Regions from separate parts of the Sus scrofa genome. Here region 2 is linked to region 1. A link is a contact called in public promoter capture Hi-C data. All regions are on one chromosome and are shown on one strand. Each heading gives the region's core, a stretch centred on a gene start, on an enhancer-like site or on the middle of the called end of the contact. The rest is flanking DNA. Distances are from core to core; before and after follow the strand shown. Region 1 holds the start of TRIM4 (E3 ubiquitin-protein ligase TRIM4). Region 2 holds the start of ZNF3 (zinc finger protein 3).

Evidence for each region. Promoter capture Hi-C pulls out the DNA fragments that hold promoters and counts their contacts.
Region 2: a contact with region 1 is called in a promoter capture Hi-C map of liver, with 4 times the contacts expected there. The contact joins the promoter of ZNF3 here to the promoter of TRIM4 in region 1. A contact is called at or near these places in 1 of 5 promoter capture datasets (liver), 10 of 47 Hi-C or Micro-C datasets (embryonic fibroblasts, fetal skeletal muscle, heart right ventricle and 4 more) and 1 of 2 datasets of contacts at active chromatin or transcription factors (alveolar macrophages).

What each region holds. Positions count from the first base shown.
Region 1 is chr3:7,835,734-7,842,595 of Sscrofa11.1, reverse strand. TRIM4 (E3 ubiquitin-protein ligase TRIM4) reads left to right here and starts at 5,009. Exons shown (of 6, transcript XM_003124333.5): 1 at 5,009-5,633. The coding sequence starts at 5,115. LOC110259868 (a long non-coding RNA gene) reads right to left here and starts at 4,942. Exons shown (of 2, transcript XR_002342269.1): 1 at 4,801-4,942; 2 at 2,942-3,428.
Region 2 is chr3:7,980,421-7,986,792 of Sscrofa11.1, reverse strand. ZNF3 (zinc finger protein 3) reads left to right here and starts at 4,100. Exons shown (of 6, transcript XM_021086192.1): 1 at 4,100-4,237; 2 at 5,455-5,582. LOC110259870 (a long non-coding RNA gene) reads right to left here and starts at 3,952. Exons shown (of 4, transcript XR_002342273.1): 1 at 3,467-3,952.

The DNA.
Region 1 (6,862 bases), core at 3,760-6,259:
ACGACCCCTGGACCACTGACAGTTCTGATTTTTGCTCAGTCCTCATTTTTTGCTTTGGGCATGGCAGTGGCTCCACTGTTTCCAGCACAGAAGCAATTCATGTTGGGGAGGGGGAACAAGTCCCTACTTTTAAAATTCATACTCCTCAATACCACACAGAAAAGACAGCAGAGTCCTACTGCTGATTCAGGGGCAACCGTAAGGGACAGTCATATCACAGTGTGATTCAGCAGAGGCTTCTCTTTTCTGGAGTCCCTCAGTCATTTCTCTCAAAGAGCATCCTCGCCTTCCACCTTTCCATGGAAACACCTCTCTTCCCAGTTCTTCCTTGCCCGCTTAAATGCTCAACAAAGAGCATTGCCTAGTTTTGGTTTCTCCTCCGAATCCCAAGTGAATGACGAAGGCCCATTCCCAAGGAAAGCTATTTGGTTCTCCAAGAAAAACAGGTAAAAAAATCATTTTTTCTTTCTGCTACCCAGAGTTTCTTAAAGAATCTCCTATCTGTCATAGCCAAGACCCAGCCAAGTGACCAAGGACAGAAAAAAAGCAAATGGCATCATTCTGAGTTCCTCCTTGATGGCGTTGCTTTTTAAATAGCTTTATTGAGATATAGTTTACACAGCATATAATTCACCTACTTAAAGTATACAATCCGATGGCTTTTAGTATAGTCACAGAGTTTGTATCCGTTAGCATGAACAATTTTATTTTATTTTATTTATTTATTTTTGTCTTTTTACCTTTTCTAGGGCCACTCCCGCAGCATATGAAGGTTCCCAGGCTAGGGGTCCCATCGAAGCTGTAGCCACCGGCCTACGCCAGAGCCATAGCAACACGGGATCCTGCCAGAGGCCAGTGAGCCTAGGTTTTTTCCCAAAGAAGATGGATGGACGTCGGCTTTTGTATCGGAGACAGCCTCTTTGTCCCTTCTTTCAGGGCGCTGGACTGCTCGCATTTTATTGGCAACAGTGGTTGATTATATAGACAGTTTTTCACTACAGATTACATCACAGTGTTAAAAGTACATTGGTTAACTATTACATGGTATAGCAGCTATGCATCCTGTTTTAAGATCTCTATGTTAACTGAACTTAGTGAGTACTTTGAAGAGGCCATAAAACACAAGAATTTAGCATTTACAAACTTTGTTTGTAGACTGGTGCTTATCTTCAAAGCGTTATGGCAGGGAGACAGTGTAAGTAAATATAAACCAACTTAATTAAACTAGCTATCACTAAAAAGCTTTTAAAATCAAAGACAAAACTCACAGCTAGGTTTTTTGGATAAGATATGGCTAACTTCTATGGACCTCATTAAAATCCTAACTCTAAAGTTACTATATAACTAGTTAATAGATAAACACTATGTTTTAACTAAGTTGGATTCAAATAGGGGAAAAGTCCTTCAGGATGAAATTTTTATTATACTATTGTTGTAATTTTGTTAAGTCACAAATCACCACAGAACAATAAGAGTGTGAAATAAGAATAATAAGTAAATAATCAGGAAAGACTGAGAAAAACTGAATAACAAATAAAACAACAGGAAAGATTAGGTCACCCGAGAAACAATCCATGTTCTCCAGTGCAAACATGGAAATTGTTTTCCCAGGAAAGCCCCAATTCTTCCCCATCAACATCAAAGTGAGAGCTGTGTATCTGAGGCCTGCCCTTGGCTTGTACCGTGTAGGCAGGCTTTCATCCTGACCAGAGGCCCACCTTCAGCATGCACCGTTCAGGTGAGCTTTTTTCCTGACCAGAAGCCCACCTTCGGCTTGTACCGTTGGGTGGGCTCCCTTTCTTGGTTAAGAACCTGCCTTCAGGTTTTTCTGCTATCAGGCAAGTTCCTTTTTTTGAGTCCCTGCATTTTCTCGGCTCCCTGCAGGATCCAAGCCACTTCTGCAACCTACACCACAGCTCACGGCAATGCCAGATCCTTAACCCACTGAGCACGGCCAGGGATCGAACCCACAACTTCATGGTTCCTAGTTGGGTTCGTTAACCACTGAGCCACGACGGGAACTCCAGCATGAACACTTATAGAACATTTAATCAACTCAAAAAGAAACCCTAACAATACTTAGCTATTACCCCTAATCCCCTATACCCCCAAAGAAAAGCAACCATGAATCTATTTTCTGTCTCAATAGATTTTCCGAGGCTGGGCTTTTCATCCAAATGGAATCATACAATACGTGGTCTTTGGTGACTGGCTCTGTCACTGGGCATGATGTTTTTGAGGTTCATCCCTGTTGTGGCGTGTCAGTACTTTCCTCCTTTTATGAATGAATATTCCTTGTATTGCTCTTCCACATTGTATGGATTCATTTTTCAGTTGGACATTTGCATTATTTCCACTTTGGGGCTATTATGAAAAATGGTGCTGTGAACACCAGCTTTTGTGTGAACATAGGTTTTCATTTCTCTTGGGTAGATACCTAGGAGTGAAATTTCTGGAGCACATATGGTAACACTTTAACTTTTTGAGCAAGTGCCACACCTTTTTTTTCCCACAGCATTTGTACTAATTACTCCTTTACATTCCCAGGAGCAGTGTACAAATGGGTTCCAACGTACCCACATTACCCACATTTTTCCAGTTTGACTTTTAAATTCTAGCCATCCTAGTGGGTGAAGTGATATTTCATTGTGGCTTTGATTTGCATTTCCCTAATGACTGATGACATTAGGCATCTTCTCATGTACTTATTGACTATCTGTATAGCTTCTTTGAAGAAACGTCTACTCAAATCCTTTGCCCATTTTTAAATTGGGCTGTTGGTATTTTTGTTGTTGAGTTCTTCATGCATTCTGGATACTAGATCCTTATCTGAGGTATGAGTCCAAATTTTTTCTCCTGTTCAGTGGATTGTCTTTCAGTTCATTAACGGTGTCCTCCAGTGCACAAAAGTTTTACACTTTGATGAAACTGAATTTGCTAATTTTTTTATTTCACTGCTTATGATTTTGGTGTTACAGTTATGAAATCATTGCATAATCCATGACTGTGAAGAATACACCCATTTTTCCAAGAGGTTTATAGTTTTAGCTTTATGTTAGGTCTTTGATTGAGTTTGAATGAACTTTTGTGCGTGGAATGATCTAAAGGTCCAATTTCATTCTTTTGCATGTGGATGTCCAGTTGCATCGGTACCACTTGTTGAAAGGCTAATTTTCCCTACATATAACGGTTTTGGCACCATTGCTGAAAACCAATTGCTTGTAGCTGTACGGCACTGTTGCTGTACTCTCAATTTGATTCCCATTGATGTATATGTCTATTCTGATGGCAGTACTACATTTTAATTACTGTAGCTCTGTAATAATGTTTGAAATTGGGAAGTGTGTGTTCTCCTACTTTGTTCTTCTTTCTCAAGATTGGCCACTTGGCATCCCCTGAAATGCCATATGAATTCCAAATGAATAAAGCTGTCAATTCAGGAGCCACAACATTTTCAGTAGAGAAGGATGTTCATTTCAGGAGTATGGCAGCATTGAAAACAAAGACATTAGAAGATATACTTCAATACACAGGCAGACATATAGACATATAGACACTTGCAGTAAAACACTCATGGGAAACGTCAATAACCGATAAGAGTACCTCTTCCTGCTTGGTCTATATGAAGACTCAGATTTCTTCTCAGTATAGTATTCCAATTTACAAAGAAAACACAGCTATCGGATGCATAATTTAAACATTTAAACATAGCCATTCTGTGGAACCTTCATCAAACCCCCAAAACAGTGACCCCCAAGCGCTCCTTTTTCAAATCCCCTAATCAGCATATTATGGGAAAGGCAGTATCTGATTTGGGGACACAAGAAGAATTAAAAATTTCTTTCATAAGAAACAGAACAGAGTGCGAAGAATTTAAGAAAAAAAAAAAAAACACCTCAGAAACACAAGATAAAAATCCATTGGAGAGAAACAGATAACACTGTGAAACAGGCAAGCATATTGTTTGTTGAAAGGCTCAATGGATGACACATGGGATGGCAAGTGGTTCAAGTTGGGTACCAAAAGACAATGCATCTACGCATCTGAATCTTAAGCACTTCCACTTAAAACACCTGATTTCCTTCCCACCACTCTTAGAGTGTTGCTCTGACAACGTGGTCCTAGTCTTCTCAGGTAGGAGGATCAGGAACTGCTCCAGCACCACCAGCAGCAGCAGCTACAGGCTCTGCTTCCTCCCAGAATCTTAGACGACAGCCACTCCTGGCAGATCACCCAGAGTCCTTTAGACCTCCTGGGCGCTGAACCGCTTAAATACTGGTGGGAAGTCTCAAACCTGAGGAAGACCGTCTAACCCTAGATTCTTCCCCCTAACTTAACTATTAGAACGTCTATCTACACTGGGCGAGTGTGCCCCATGGTGAGAATGGGCTGCCTCTATCTCCTACGCTATGGAAGAAAGAGAGGGAAATCAGGGTGGCAAGGCGATCAGAAAGCTCCCTACTACGTCGTGGGGGCTAAACACTCCTTTTTCTGTTCGCTCGCCTCCGAAACTTAGCTGGCCTGTTCGCCCGGCTCCTCGAATCCCTGGAGAGTTGGTGGGCTTCGTGGGGGCATCAGGAAATCCTGCCTTTTTAGGAATTCAACTAGACCTCGGGGGTTCGAGGACGAGAACAGATTCCTTTCCTGGAGAATGAGGCTGAACGATAAAAGGGAGACTTCAGGAAGAGCCAGCCTAAGGGGATGCCCCCGATCCTCCTAATCCTTCAGGCCATAAGCTGCACCTCGCCTAGGAAGTCAGAACCTAAATCGTCCGGAGCGGCCGGCCAACACTGACCTCACCTCGCAAACCTGAAGGACTAGCGAAGTTCACCAGCGCCTCCCCACGTTGCCCCACCAGCTGCTGCTGCAGCTGCGCGGTCGCCTCACAGCCGCGCGCTCGGCAAACCTGAGGTCCTCGCCTCCTCTCTAGGCTTCCCGAGGGGGGGCTTCCGCATCTCTACTGTCCGCCCGGTGGGGGCGCGCCCTCCCGACATGCCCCGCGCGCCGTCGGGGTGCGGAAACCTGCCGTGCGCGCGCTCGGCCCCCCTCAGACGCGCCGGGAAGGACCTCCTCCCCGTCCCCGGGCCCCGCCTGGATCCCGGTCCCAGGAAGAGATGGCACTTCGCCCTTCGGCGGGAGGCGGCGGCCGCAGGTCGGAAGGCCATCGGCTTCGGGGGCCCGCCTGCAGCCTGCCGGCCTTTCCTCCGACCCCGCCCCCGGATCGGGGTCAGAGGAGCAGCATGGAGGCCGAGGACCTCCAGGAGGAGCTGAGCTGCTCCATCTGCCTGGACTATTTCGAGGACCCGGTGTCCATCGAGTGCGGCCACAACTTCTGCCGCGACTGCCTGCGCCGCGGTTTGGCGCAGGGCTGCAACCAGTTTCCCTGCCCCGAGTGCCGGCGGCCGTCGACGCCCTCTGCGCTGCGGCCCAACTGGGCCCTGGCCCGGCTGGCGCAGAAGGCGCGGCGCCGGCGCGAGGGCCCCGCGTCCCGCGGGCTGTGCGACCGTCACGGGGAGCCGCTGCGGCTCTTCTGCGAGGACGATCAGCGACTCATGTGCATGGTGTGCAGGGAGTCCCAGGAGCACCAGGCCCACACCATGGCCCCCATGGACGAGGCCTTCCAGAGCTACCGGGTGAGCCGGCCGTTGCAGGGTTGCCGGAATTGCGTGGGCACTTGTACTGTTTACACTAGGTGGCCGCTTTTGCCGCTGGAAGCATGAAACGCCCCCGTGGCCCCCTCCCAGGCTCAAAAAAGTTAAGCTACTCACCGATCTCCGGGCTGGAGTTAAAACAGGGATTGGGAGGGGGGTGTAGTCCTCCTTGCAGAATTTTCAAGGGACTGGCCTCCTGGAGTTTAAGACAAACATTGTAGAAGGTTATATACCAGTGGTGTCCAATAGAAACAAAAAACACGAGCCACGCATGCTACTAAAGTGTTTTTCAGTAGTAAAAAGAGGCAGGTGATGTTAATTTCAATATTTTTTTCAACTACATCAGTAACATTTTATTAAGAGAATTTTTAAGATAAGCAGACGAAAAACCACGGGAAGAGCAATAAATAATATGTTTTATTTAACCCTCTTTTCCAAAATATTATCACTCGGTATTAACTGATAGGAAAAATTATCAGTGAGATCGTTTACTTTTTTTTTCATGATAGGTTTTTGAAATAAATCTGTGTTTGCTTCACGTTGACCGCACACATCAATTGGGACTAGCGGTATTTCAGATGCTCCCGTGGCTGAGGTTGCTCTATTGGACGATATGGTTTATACCTGCAAATATCATAGACCACGGAGGATTTGAGAAAAGCCTGGCTGAGGGGATGGGTCAGGATTTTGTGAACTAACTTCTTTCATCAGTTGGGAAAATGAGTGTTAGAATTTGGAGATGATCTGGTCTTCCCATCTTAGGGGTTAAGAAGCTTCGGTTAAATAAATCAGTGTGTCATACGCTACTCCAGCCACGTTGGCCTTCTTGCTTTTGTTTCAAGCCTGTTCTCTCTCTCTACCCGTACTTCCCATCCTTTAGATCCTTTTAGAGTTTAGCTTGAAGACCTTCCTTGCGCATCCTTTCCAGAGTAGCCCCACCCCCTTCCGTTACTGACGGTGTCACTCCAGTGGTCTCCATCTGAATTGGTATCTAGTAAGTACTTGCTGAATACACGAATTTCATGACAAGTTAAAGTGGATTGTAAACTGTCAAACGCTGTACAGTTTTTTATCAACTGACTGCAAACAGGAAACAGGTGCGGTTAGACTAGAAGGGGTACATTCGTTTCTTTAGTCAGTCATCTTTACTGATGCTTACTGTATGCGAGTTGGTACCAGCCCACAGAAGGTTTGAGGTTAGTGCGATCAGA
Region 2 (6,372 bases), core at 2,851-5,350, 150 kb before region 1:
TGATTGCAGTGGTGTGGGTTGCTGCAGAGGTGTAGGTCTGATTGCCAGCCCAGCACAGTGGGTTAAGGATCCAGCATTGACTGCAGCGTGGGTCACAGCTGCAGCTTGGATCCAGTCCTTGGCCCAGGAACTTCCATAGGCTGCAGGTGTGACCATAAAAAAAAAAAAAAAAGAAAAAGAAAAAAGTTATTTTTTAGAATTTATCTCAGTGAGATAGGGGAGACTGCTTTGTTTTTCTCAATCGATGGGCATTACTTGTTACTGGAATGAAGTATTACATCTATTCCCACATGTTTTTTCTTAAATGTAAATGTTGAGAAATCTTTTTCTCTTGTTTTTTTAGGGCCACACATGCAGCATATGGAAATTCCCAGGCTAGGGGTCGAATTGGAGCTGCAGCTGCTGGGCTACACCGCATCCACAACACCACCAGATCCAAGCCTGGTCTGCGACCTACACCACAGCTGGATCCTTAACCCAGTGAGCAAGGCCAGGGAGCAAACCTGCGTCCTCATGGATACTAGTCAGATTCTCAGATTCGTTTCCGCTGAACCATGACGGGAACTCGAGAGATTTTGATTGGATAGTGAGGTGAAAGGAATACCGTTATAGCAATGTAAATTTCACCTGCCAAAATCACACTGTGATCTGTCACTGGAAATGGACTTGTCCTCCTCATTTTGGGGGAAGAGAAATAAGAAATCACTTGAATCACAAAGAATTTTTTTGTGTGTGTCTTTTTAGGGCCACACCCCACCCGCTGCATATGGAGGTCCCCAGGCTAGGGGTTGAATCAGAGCTTTAGCCACCAGCCTACACCACAGCCACAGCAACGCCAGATCTGAGCCACGTCTGCGACAGACACCACAGCTCAGGGCAATGCCGGATCCCCGACCCACTGAGCAAGGCCAGGGATTGAACTTGTGTCCTCACGGATACTAGTCAGGTTCATTACTGCTGAGCCACAAGGGGAAACCCCTGAGTCATAAAGGATTTATTCACCTGCTCAATACTGGCAGCAAGATTTCCAATGAGTGCTTTTGTTTGGTACCCCAGAAGTTCTGACACCCCAAACTGTAAGATTTGTGAGACGCCTATCTTCTCCAGGTGGGGAAGGCGACAGAGAAAGAGGGTGCGCTGGCCACAGGGACATTGCCCAGGAGAGCAGTTTTAAAGGTGAACAGATGTGGGACTGAATCTCCCAGAACTGGCTGTCTCCACACTCTTTGGGAAGATGTGTGTGTTCTCCCTCTTACAACACCCCAAACCTCAACCCTCCCTTGCCCTGGGCTCCTCACATCCTTGTTTGCAGGCTGCAGTCTGAAAGAAGACCCACCTAAGGCCACCTCCCTTCTGCTGATCTTTGATAAGGCTTACCATTTTAGAAATAAAATTAATATTTCTACTGCTTCATCCAGGATATTCTTTTTGTTTGTTTTTGGCTGTGTTTGTGGCACATGGAAGTTCCCCGGCTAGGGATCAAACCTACGCCACAACAGTGACCCAAGCCACTGCAGTGACAAGGCCGGATACTTAACCCGCTCAGCCACATGGGAATTCCAAGGACATTCTTGTATTTTTTTTTTTTTTAGGGCCACACCCACAGCATACAGAGGTTCCCAGGCTAGGGGTGTTAGTCAGAGTGGAAGCAAATCCAACTAGGAACCATGAGGTTGCAGGTTCAATCCCTGGCCTCCATCAGTGGGTCGAGGATCTGGTGTAGCTGTGAGCTGTGGTGTGGGCCAGCAGCTGAAGCTCTGATTCGACCCCTAGCCTGGGAACTTCTATATGCCTCAGATGTGGCCCTAAAACAAAACAAAAGAAACCCAAATCTGAAGCAAAAAGAAATAAAAATACAAAGTCTTCAGGAATCAAAAAAATCCTCCTATAAAGAAATTCTAGGAGTTCCTGTTGTGGCTCAGTGGTTAACGAATCCGACTAGGAACCATGAGGTTTCAGGTTTGATCCCTGGCCTTGCTCAGTGGGTTAAGGACCCGGCGTTGCCGTGAGCTGTGGTGTAGGCTGCAGACGCAGCTCGGATCTGACGTTGCTGTGGCTGTGGTGTACCAGCCTGGGAACCTCCATATGCTGCAGGTGTGGCCCTAAAAAGACAAAAAGCAAAACAAAACAAAAACAAAAGAAATTCTAGGCTCAAATAGCTTCAGAGATGAATTCTTGTGGAATTCTCTGGAAAAATAGATACAACTTTTTTCTAATCTAGTTGAAAAGCCACAGGTGCATGTCACTTTAGGACAAACTGACTCATCAGTTTTGCATCTGGGCATCCACTTCTTACTGGTCATTTCATTGATCCTGGCCATGGGACACGACAAAGGCAGGGCTAGTGGGGACCCCCAGGTTCCAGCTGGGTTAGGAGCCTTCTACTCAGAGCCAATGGAATCTGAGAGGCTGTGCCTACGAAGGCTTACTTTTTTTTTTTTTTTAAACTTTATTTTGTTCTTTCTTTCAGATAAAAGCTATATGGAAATTCAAATGTTTTCTTCCCCATGGTAGAGTGCTGTCTTGGGCAGCCCCTGGGTGACTCATGGCACGAGGAGGCCATGGACTCAGATGAATAATCATTAACGGCACAGCTTTTGAGAACTGGCTGGGAATTAACCAGGCAGCTGGGTTCTGGGGCAAACACTAATGGTAAACTGCAAACTGACTTCTCAGCCCCAGGGTATTAGAGCTGATTGCATTGATGGCCTGTTTTCTGAGGACTGTCATTAGGTGAACATTTACCAAACACACAAACCCACTCTGAGGAGCCTCACTCTGCTTCCACCCTTCCCTCCTCTCCTGCCACTGCCTCCTCCTTCATCTCTGTTCTTGTCCTGGAGGGACAAGTGGGATTATAAGGAATTGAGAAGAGAAAAAGGAAAAATGCCTTCCTGGGGGGGAGTGGAGTTTGCTGAGCGGCTTGGCCATTCCAAGCATTTGCTCAAATTCTCGCTGGGGTCCAGAAGGACTGGAAATGGGTCACACACCCACACCTCTTGGGCCACCCTCCAGTTTTGTTACCTGTTAATTGTTCTCTCATGCCTCAGGGCCTTTGCACTGGTTGCTGACTCTGCAGAGAACACTCCATCTTCCCGACTGGCCTGCATCGCTACTGGAAAGTCTTGTCACCTCCTGACAGGGCCCTGCTCTTTGTCACCTTTTCCCCAGCACATATTTCCTGTCCTTAGACTGAAGTCACTGGAGAGTAAGGCCTGTTGCACTGCAAAACTGAATGGATGCACTATAAATACTGGAAGCAGAAAAACTGCGATCAAATGCGAGGCAGGGCCATAAGGGGAATCAGATCACAAAACTTCCTTTTGTATATAATCTGAAGGATGTTTCTGACACTTCAAGGATTCCTCTTGTGAGGGCATAAAAGTGAGTGAACCAAGAAGCTTGCTTTTCATTTCCTCAAGCATCTCACCTATTTCATACTTTCTCCACATTGATGGGGCCTCACCTGTTTTCTTCGGATCCGGATGGATCTAGATGGATAACTTCCCCACATCTTTTCTGCTCCCAGCAGGTTTTGTCCTCACATGCATTCTCTGCTGCGCCAGAACGTTCTCTTCACATTTTGGTAATTTGGAGTTTAAGGATCTGGCATTGTCATTGCCGAGGCTTGGGTGCAGCGGACCCAGCAAAACATAGCAAAAAAAAAAAAAGATTTTGGTAATTTAAAGGAGGCATTTTACATGAAACAAACACAAAACCTGATTTGTTTGGAAACTTCAGATGAAGATACATTTTCTCCATTGAATCCTTCAAGCGTCCGTCTGTAGGCGACCTTAGGGCTTAAAACTCCACTTCGTGGAAGCGCAGCAGCGACCCTCTACCCCAGACACCGCGCCTTCTGCTCCCCCGCCTGCCGCGCTCGAGCATGCGCCGTGAGGACCAGGTGCGCGGCGCCCCGCCACGCCCGGCCAGCAGGGGGCGCTGCGGGCGGGGGCAGCAGGCGCGGAGCATGGCATCCGCGCTGGGGCCGGAGCCCAGTCAGCAAACCACAGAGAGACGCAGACCTCCCATTTTCCTAGAGAGAACAAGTGGACGTGGGGGACCCGGAGCGTTGTGTGTATGTGTGTGTGTAGCGGGGGGTGACTCGGACTGACCCGGAAGCGAAACGCAGGGAACTTCCGTTCTTTGTTCTGTCCCCGGTGTGTGGCTCTGTGACAGGGTCCAGCGGGGCCTGGTCGGTGTCCAGCCCCCCAAATCTCCCGTCCCTGCCCCCAGGGTGAGTCCGGCCGCCCCTGGGGCTCGCGGTGGGACGGAAGCAGAGGTCGCCGGGAAAGGGGTGGTGTCTGTGCCGCTGCGGCCCGCGGGGTCCCCAGGCCCGCCCGGAGCAGGGTGCGGGGAGGCGCCAGTCAGGACTCGCTTCCCCAGGGACCCCGCCCCCCAGCGCGCCCTGCATCGGGGAGGAAAGGAGCAGCTGTTGTGGTTCTGTGAGTTGCACAGCGCCCAGCTCGAGCCCTTAAAAAGTTCCAGTATGGCCGGAGAGGCGTCCCGCGCCTTCAGACAGCTCGTGACAGCGACCCTAACTTGGTAGTTCTCCGAGACGTTTTTATTTGATGTTAACAGTTCTCCGCGCCCGCGGCCGGAGGGAGGGTCTGTTTTTACTCCGGCTGGATCTGAAGATCAAAGAACGAGGAGTTCTACGAAGAGTGCGCAGTTAGAACTGCTCAGATTCCGGAATAATCTCCCAGGCGCACAGTCAGTCGAGTCTCTTTCGGGGAGTGGTACCACTGTGTCCCATTTTTCAGTTGTATTAGATCCCCTATTTGATTCGCTTTTCAAAGTGGGATCGAACACAGCCCGTTGTTTAAGTTCTGAAGGGTATGTGTAAACTCCAGGAGTGGATAAAGCACGATGATGAGCCTGCAATCTGTGGGATAATTATTGGCACTAAAGGTGCTTTTCTCGGAGAAGTGAAATTCGTGGGGTGCAGGCATCACTTGATTTCAAGTGTTTGGTGGAGAGTGGTATGGAAGGAGAAGATTCTATCACTAAAGCTTCGTAGGGCATGAGGCCTCTGAAGAGTTGAAGATCCAGGGGACAGATTTTTAGCTTGACATCTCAAGACCTCTCCAGTGGCGAACCTGTGCAGCAGTGGAACAGACTCCCCGCTGAAGTAGCCATGTGTGTCCAGCAAGTTAGCTGACAGAACGTTAGGAACTTCGGAAGATGTTTCTTGCACTGGGTGGGAGGTTGACCTAGAGAACCCTGACTTCTGTTTCAGCTCTAAAGCCACAACACAAATGCCAGTCGTGGTCTTTTTCTTTTTTTCTTTGACTGTACTCGCTGTATACAAAGGTTCCCAGGCCCGGGATCAAACCCCCTGCCACAGATGTAACCAGACCCACAGCAGTGACAACACCAGATCCTTAACCCACTGCACCATGAGGGAACTCTGACATAAACATTTAAAATTCCTTTTTCTTTTTTTCCCCTTAGTCATACAGCACTGGCATCAATTAAGTCACAGTTCCCAGGGACTTGAACAGAGGCTGCCAAGGTCCCAGTAATTGCCACTCTGGCCTTCCAGAGACTAATTCCAAAGAAGGAAGGAACAGATCCAGCAGGTAAAGCTTTCCATGATTTGTCACTGCCAGGTCACCTTTTCTAGTCCTCAGGAAGTCTCCCAGGAGTGGGGCTGGCAGTGGCACAGGGGAAGGGCCCTGCTTGGACTTGATGCTGTGGGGGCACAGTGGAGGTTTTTCTTTCTGGGAGAAACATTGTTTACTGATCCAGGCACTGGGGACTTGTTCTCAACAATATGCCTTTGCGTTCCAGCTTCGGCTTACCCAGCTGGGAGGAGGGAGCACTGCTTTTTTCTCTGAAGTCAGAGCCTCTGACTTTCCTTTCTATGGAGAGGTTGGACGGAGAGCTGATTTGTTGGGGGTTTCTGCTTATAAACAGCCCTGAAGATGGTAAACTTGGTTGATAGGAAGGAAAAGACGGCTGGCTCTGAGAAAGCGCTGAAGGCCCCCAGCCAAGAGAGTGATGGAGGCAAGAAGGTGTCACTGTGATTGTCGGTGGCCTGGCTCTTGCCTGATTCATTGCTTTTCTGAGTTCTCTGAGCTCTGAGTGACTCTTGGGGCCCCTCCCCTTCTTATGCCTTATGTGAATGCAAGCATCTTTAGTGGTGGAGCAAATGGCTTTTGCATTGCTGATTTTTTTTACTTCTTCCAGTAGTGCCTTGCAGTGTAATTGGCATTCAATAAATGTTACATGAGCAGATGAATAAAGAGAAAGGGGTAGACAAAATCCAGGGGTTGCCTTTGTGTTCTTGTCAAAGTGGAAGGATGCTCTGGTGGCTGCTGCACCTGTTCTCTATCTGCTGATTCTTGCCACAGCATTAAGCTGTGAAAC